Regions from separate parts of the Mus musculus genome. Here region 1 is linked to region 2. A link is a contact called in public promoter capture Hi-C data. All regions are on one chromosome and are shown on one strand. The core of a region is the stretch at or near the end of the contact, and the rest is flanking DNA. Distances in the headings are between cores, read along the strand shown. Region 1 holds the start of Tnnt1 (troponin T1, skeletal, slow). Region 2 overlaps Cacng7 (calcium channel, voltage-dependent, gamma subunit 7).

Evidence for each region. Promoter capture Hi-C pulls out the DNA fragments that hold promoters and counts their contacts.
Region 1: a promoter capture Hi-C map of embryonic stem cells shows a contact between it and region 2, with 3 times the contacts expected there. The contact joins the promoter of Tnnt1 here to the enhancer-like site in region 2. A contact is called at or near these places in 5 of 39 promoter capture datasets (the HPC-7 cell line, cranial neural crest, embryonic stem cells and 2 more) and 3 of 115 datasets of contacts at active chromatin or transcription factors (embryonic forebrain and embryonic stem cells).

Annotation. Positions count from the first base shown.
Region 1 is chr7:4,514,085-4,517,258 of GRCm38.p6, forward strand. It overlaps Tnnt1 (troponin T1, skeletal, slow), which reads right to left and starts at 1,891. Exons shown (of 14, transcript NM_001277903.1): 1 at 1,847-1,891; 2 at 253-295; 3 at 129-142. The coding sequence starts at 284.
Region 2 is chr7:3,358,962-3,361,945 of GRCm38.p6, forward strand. The region is part of intron 4 of Cacng7 (calcium channel, voltage-dependent, gamma subunit 7); the gene reads left to right. Among named protein-coding and RNA genes, the nearest start is that of Cacng7, 28 kb to the left of the region's middle. Within about 2 kb of position 1,565, at least 4 of the 459 cell types and tissues checked have an H3K27ac peak or open chromatin away from gene starts, as enhancers often do. A contact at or near this core is called in embryonic stem cells, where this site is marked.

The sequences.
Region 1 (3,174 bases), core at 641-3,140, 1.2 Mb after region 2:
TAGCATCAGTATACCACACCCCTACCCTTACACCAAAGTGGGGCTAGACTGCTCCAGGAGCCGTTTCCTCCAAGTCAGAACTCCAGAGGGCCTACCCGACCCCTTAGGCCAGCCCACTCCCCACTCACCTTCTGCCTGCTCCCTAGAGACATGAACAAGGAGAGAAGAGAGAAGAGAGGACAGTTAGCCATCTTGGGATAGGATGATCTCTCCACATTGTAAGCCCCCAAGCCCCCAGACTGCGTTGCTCACTCCTCATATTCTTGTTCTTCGGTGTCTGACATCCTGGAGAGACCTGCAGACCAGAGAGAGGAGGCTGAGTGAGATAGATCCCTAAGGAAGGGGGCTGGTGCCTGAACTCCTGAGTCTGATGGAGGAGGAATGGGATCTGGGAAGGCTGGCATCCAGCCCAGCCCAGGCCATGGAGGCCAGGCCGCAGCCCCACAAGCAGGCGGCAGTAGGCCTCCTTCACCACAGCTGTTTTCTTTTGTCCTGGGACAGGTCCATGAGAACCTGATCCCTGGAGGGATTAGTAGATACTGGAAAAGGGACAGGATTTAAAGACAATAGCTGCCCCACTTCTAGTGCTATTTTGGGGGAATGTCACAGACAAAGAAACAGAGGACATTTCCCAATAAGGAGTTGGAGAAGTGGGGCTCCCCCCACCCCAGCCCCACTGCTCCCCTCCTACCACAGCCCTGATTCCTCCCATCCTGTCCCGCTTTCCCCTTCCCCCTACATTCCACAAAGGGATGGCTGTATCAAGAGCAGCTTCGTCCTGAGACCCTAAAGTCAGTGACCCCCTCATCCAAACTCTGCTGTTCTAGGCCTGAAAGCCCCCAGGTTGAGATCTTCAAAGCTCACTACCCACAGATTCTGAGATCCAGTCCTATGCCCCTGTTGTGTGAGACCAAGAAATCTTCGCATCTCTCGGTTGGGTGCCCAGTTCATACCAGCACATGAATTCTGGGCACTAACAGTCTCAGACCCTCAGGATTGGAAGAGGGTTGGAGGGTGGTGTTGAGACACGGTCTCATATAACCCAAACTAGCCTTAGACTCACTATGTAGCCAAGGATAACCTTGAATTCCTGATTCTTGTGCCTCCCAGAACATCAGAACAGTCTGCCCCCAGATATAAGATCCTCAAATACCTGACAACCAAACTCAGGGATCCCTTTTAGGACACCACGAATAACAGTGTCACTGTTCCTAATAGTTGGCTGTTTCTTTGTTTGTATTCCAAGACAGGACATTGTTGTTTCTCAGCTGGCCCTGAACTCAAAATCCTCTGCCTCAACCTCTTGAGCACTGGGACTTCTGGCCCTAAGCCCTCCCCAGTTCCCCGTACCTCATACTCTCCAAAGCTTAATTCACGGGGCACCTGCCCTTCCACAATTTCCCAGTCTCTGAACCGTTTTTGTTTGGTTTTGCTTTGGTTTGAGATGATATTATTATGTTGCCCTGACTAGTCAGAACTCTGTAAACCAGGCTAGACTTGAACTCATAGAGATCCACATGCCTCTGCCTTCAGAATGCTTCCTCCACAATGTTAAGAAGAGCAGCCCCAGATTATGTACCCCCCCCCCAGATTCTACCCCTCCACTTTTGCCACTCCAAGTCTTCCCAAAGGCTCAGGCTTAGCTGGGTTGCTGCTGCCTATAATCTCAACTCTCAGGAGGCAGAAGGATTGCAAACTCAAGGCCAGCCTGGGCTACCGAATGGGACTGTCTCAAAGAAGGAGGAAGAGGAGGAGGAGGAGGAAGGAAGAGAATATTCTGTCCCCACTGTCACACCTGGCCCCCATTCCCCAAAGACATCAGTGTTAAGAACTCAGAGACAGTTACCTAAGGCTGGGTCCACAGATGCTGTAGAGGGAGTCTGAGGCTTCTGAGGACAGTGACGCACCCCCTGGATTTATAGCTAGGTGCTGAGCCCCGCCCCAGGTTGGAGGAGGGGGCGAGGATTCCGATATTCAGACACCATCCCCCATGCTCAGAGCCCTGCCCTGCCCCCTCTGGCTCCATCCAGTTTGGGGGTCCAACACCTGTCATCGGCTTCAACATCCCTGTAGGATTTCCATCAGCAAACACCGTAGGGCTCAGGCTCCATCAGGCCACCCCTCAAACCCTCTTAGAGTACCCAACAATACCCAGTGCTTTGGAGTTCCCAAGACTGGAAACAGTACAGGAAAAGGAGGCTTAATGACCCAGGGGAATGTCTTAAGTGAGGTTCTATTTCTACCTCTGTGTGGCTTCTCTCAAACTTCTCTCATGGCCTCTGTCTCTGGCCTCCATCTGTATATTCTGTGTCCTTCCCCCCTCCCCACATGCCCCCCCCCCCGCTTCCTCCATCTCTCTCCTCTCTGTCTCTGTCCAAATGTCTCCCCCCTCCCTACCCCCACTCTTTTGTCCACCACCAGAATTCCACCGTGGTGACAACAGGCAGCTAAAGCTGGGAAGCAGGTGTGGGGAGGGGGGAGGGGATGAGATGTCAGACTGGAGAGCCCTCACTCTCCCAGCCCCTCCTCTTTCTAACCAACAGGAACATTTTTAGTATCCTCCCACCACCAACCCCCACTCCCAGTCAAGCCGTGACCTTGAACTCCAGGGAAGCTAGTGGTGGCAAGGCAAGCTTTCTCGCCCCCTCCATGCCTCCCTCCAGTGCAGTTCTGTTTCTGTGGGTGTTCTGGGCTTCTCTTCCCCTCTTGGGTTTGGACTCTTTGATCTTTCTCTCCTCTCTCTTCCCTCTCTCTCTCTCTCTGTGTATGTGTGTGTGTGCACACACATACACACACACACACATGTCCATTGTCTGTCATCTGGATTGCTGTGAAATTCTGCATAGCTTTTGGTTTTTGTTTGTTTGGGGAATGAGATAAAAGATTTGAAATGAAAGATGTTCCACATAGTAGGTCCCATGTAGCCCTCATTAGACTAGAACTCATTATGTAACTAAGTACAGCCTTGAATTTCTGATCCTCCAGCCACCACTTTCCAGTGGTGGGATTAACACGATCTCTCTGTGGTTTTGTCCGTGTGTTTCTGGCGGTCGGTGTGTCTGTATATTTCTCTAAGCTGTTTATCACTTGGGCTCTGCCCCTCTGTGTCTGGGCCATGTGTCTCTCTGTCTCTCTTTCTCAAGCCTTCTGCATGTCTTTGTGTCCTCTCTCTCT
Region 2 (2,984 bases), core at 315-2,814:
TATACATGTGTAGATGGATATGTTACTGAAACCAACTTTTCCTCCTATTCCTTTAATTTTCTTTATTCATTGTCTAGTATTATTATTATTATATATGTGTTTGTATGAATGCAAGCTTGCTTTTGTCACTGAGTTTGGAGGTCAGACAACACCTTTGAGAAGTCGTGTCTCTCTGCATCATGGGTCTGAGGATTGGACTTAAGCCATCAGGCTTGTGTGGCACTTTGACTCAATGAGACATTTTATTTACCCAATTAAAAATGTACAGATCTGTTGCTGCAATGTGGCTCAGTTTGTAGAGTGCTTGTCTGGCATTGAAGAGCATGGTTTCCTTCCCCAGAAATGCATAAGACAGGCATGGCAGTGCACGCTTGTCACCCCAGGAAGTGGAGGCAGGAGAATTAGTGAAGGTAAGGTCATATTTAGCTACATAGCAAGTTCTACCCAGTCTGGGCTAGGTGCAGACCATATTTCTTTTTTTTTTTTAAATATTTATTCATTATATGTAAGTACATTGTAGCTGTTTTCAGACACACCAGGAGAGGGTGTCAGATCTCATTATGGATGGTTGTGAGCCACCATGTGGTTGCTGGGAATTGAACTCAGGACCTCTGGAAGAGCAGTCAGTGCTCTTAACCGCTGAGCCATCTCTCCAGCCCGCAGACCATATTTCAAATAACAAAATAATCTGTACAGAATTTGGGTTATGGGCTGGTGAGATGGCTCAGTGGGTAAGAGCACCCGACTGCTCTTCCGAAGGTCCAAAGTTCAAATCCCAGCAACCACATGGTGGCTCACAACCACCCGTAATGAGATCTGATGCCCTCTTCTGGAGTGTCTGAAGACAGCTACAGTGTACTTACATATAATAAATAAATAAATCTTTAAAAAAAAAAAAAAAAAAAAGAAAAATCAAAAAAAAAAAATTTAAAAAAAAAAAAAAAAAAAAAAGAATTTGGGTTATAAGCCAGGCGTGGTGGCACATGCCTTTAATCCCAGCACTCTGGAGGCAGAGGCAGGCAAATTTCTGAGTTCGAGGCCAGCCTGGTCTACAGAGTGACTTCCAGGACAGCCAGGGGTACACAGAGAACTGGAGCTAGCTCTGTAGACCAGGCTGGCCTCAAACTCAGAGATATGCCTGCCTCTGACTCCCAATTTCTGGGATTAAAGGAGTACACCACTACCTCCTGGGTGTAATTTCTTATTTTTGGACAAAAGGACACTTTACTGTCCTTGGCTTGTGCCCTTGGCTCTGGAGAGAGTCGCTTCCCTTGGGGAACGAGTTCAGAAAGAAGTTGAAGCAGGTGTGGTGGCACGCTTATGGGATCTGCACTCTGGAGTTGGAGGCAGGGGATCAACAGCTTGAAGTCAGGCTGTGGGGCATAGCAAGGGAGAGCCAGCCTATCCTACAACAACAACAACAACAACAACAACAACAACAACAAAAGAGGGAAAGAAGGAGGGAGGGACGAGAATGAAAGTTACCGGGATTGTTCACCACTCTTGTTCTTATTTATTTATTGTTGCTATGTGTTTGCTTGCTTTGGCTTGCTTTGCTGTTGAGACAGAGTTTGCTGTGTGGCTTTGACTGCTCTCCACCCCCTCCCCCTATTCAGCAAGCTTTCCGCCATCACACCTGGCTTTGGGTTTATTCCTTGAATGTATAAAATACTAACATAATTCCAGGGATGAAAATCCTGCAAATGTGTGTACTTCTCCTCAGCTCCTTGTTCTCCCTCCGCCCTGGTGCAATCAGCCTCTCTTGTTTGTCAGCTTCCCTCCTCAGGCTTAGTTTTGCAAAAACAAGCAGATGCACATGGGCTGGGTTGGTTCTTTCCCCCCATTCAACACTGAGGATTGAATTTAGGGCCTCACACAAGCTAGGCAAGTCTCCTCCACTTCCACATTCCCTGCCCCTTACTGGGGGATTCTAGGAAGCATCCTACCACTAAGCCACACCCTTAGCCCTCTTGTTTTGTTTTGTTTTGTTTTGTTTTGTTTTGTTTTCCCCTTTGTTATTTTGACAACAGTTTTACTAGGTTGCTCAAGTTGGCTTTGAACTCACAATGGATCAGGCTAGCCATGAACTTTTTTAAAAAAGATTTATTTCTTTTCTTTATATACTGTTGCTGTCTTCAGACACTCCTGAAGAGGGGATCCCAGAAGAGGGGATAGGATCCCATTACCGATGGTTATAAGCCACCATGTGGTTGCTGGGAATTGAATTCAGGACTTCTGGAAGTGTAGTTCGTGCTCTTAGCCATCTCTCCAGCCCCTAGCCATGAACTTTTATATGTGGGTCCTGTGTAAGAGCAGTAAGTGCTACTGAACACTGAGCCATCTCTTCAGCCTTTTTACTGTATTCTTTGTTTGTTTGTTTTTGTTTTTGTTTTTTTGTTTTTTTGTTTTTTTTTTGAGACAGGGTTTTTCTGTATAGCCCTGGGTGTCCTGGAACTCACTCTGTAGACCAGGCTGGCTTCGAACTCAGAAATCCACCTGCCTCTGCCTCCTGAGTGCTGGGATTAAAGGCGTATTCCCATGTCCGGCTGTATTCTTTTTTTAAAAAAAATTTTTTTAAATTTATTAATCATTCCATTCCTTTGTATCAAATAATATCCCACTTCCTGGTTACCTCTCCAGCAACCGTTCCCCCATCCCACGTATTCCCCCCTCCCCTTTGCCTGTATGAGGGTGCTTCCTCACCCACCCATCCTCTCCCTCCCCCTCCTGTATTCTTTTATTTTGGGTTTTTTTCCAAGGCAGGGTTTCTCTGTGTAGAGCTGGCTGTTCTGGAACTTTATATACCAGGCTGACCTCAAACTCACAGAGAGCTACCTCTACCTTCCGAGTGCTGGGATAACTGCCTACCTCAACTGTATTCTTTTTGGGAGAAAAAAAAAAAAAGGACGTTTTGACCACATGTCTGTCTGTGCATCATACGTGTGCTTGGTGTTCACAGAAATCAGAAGAGGGCATCATATCCC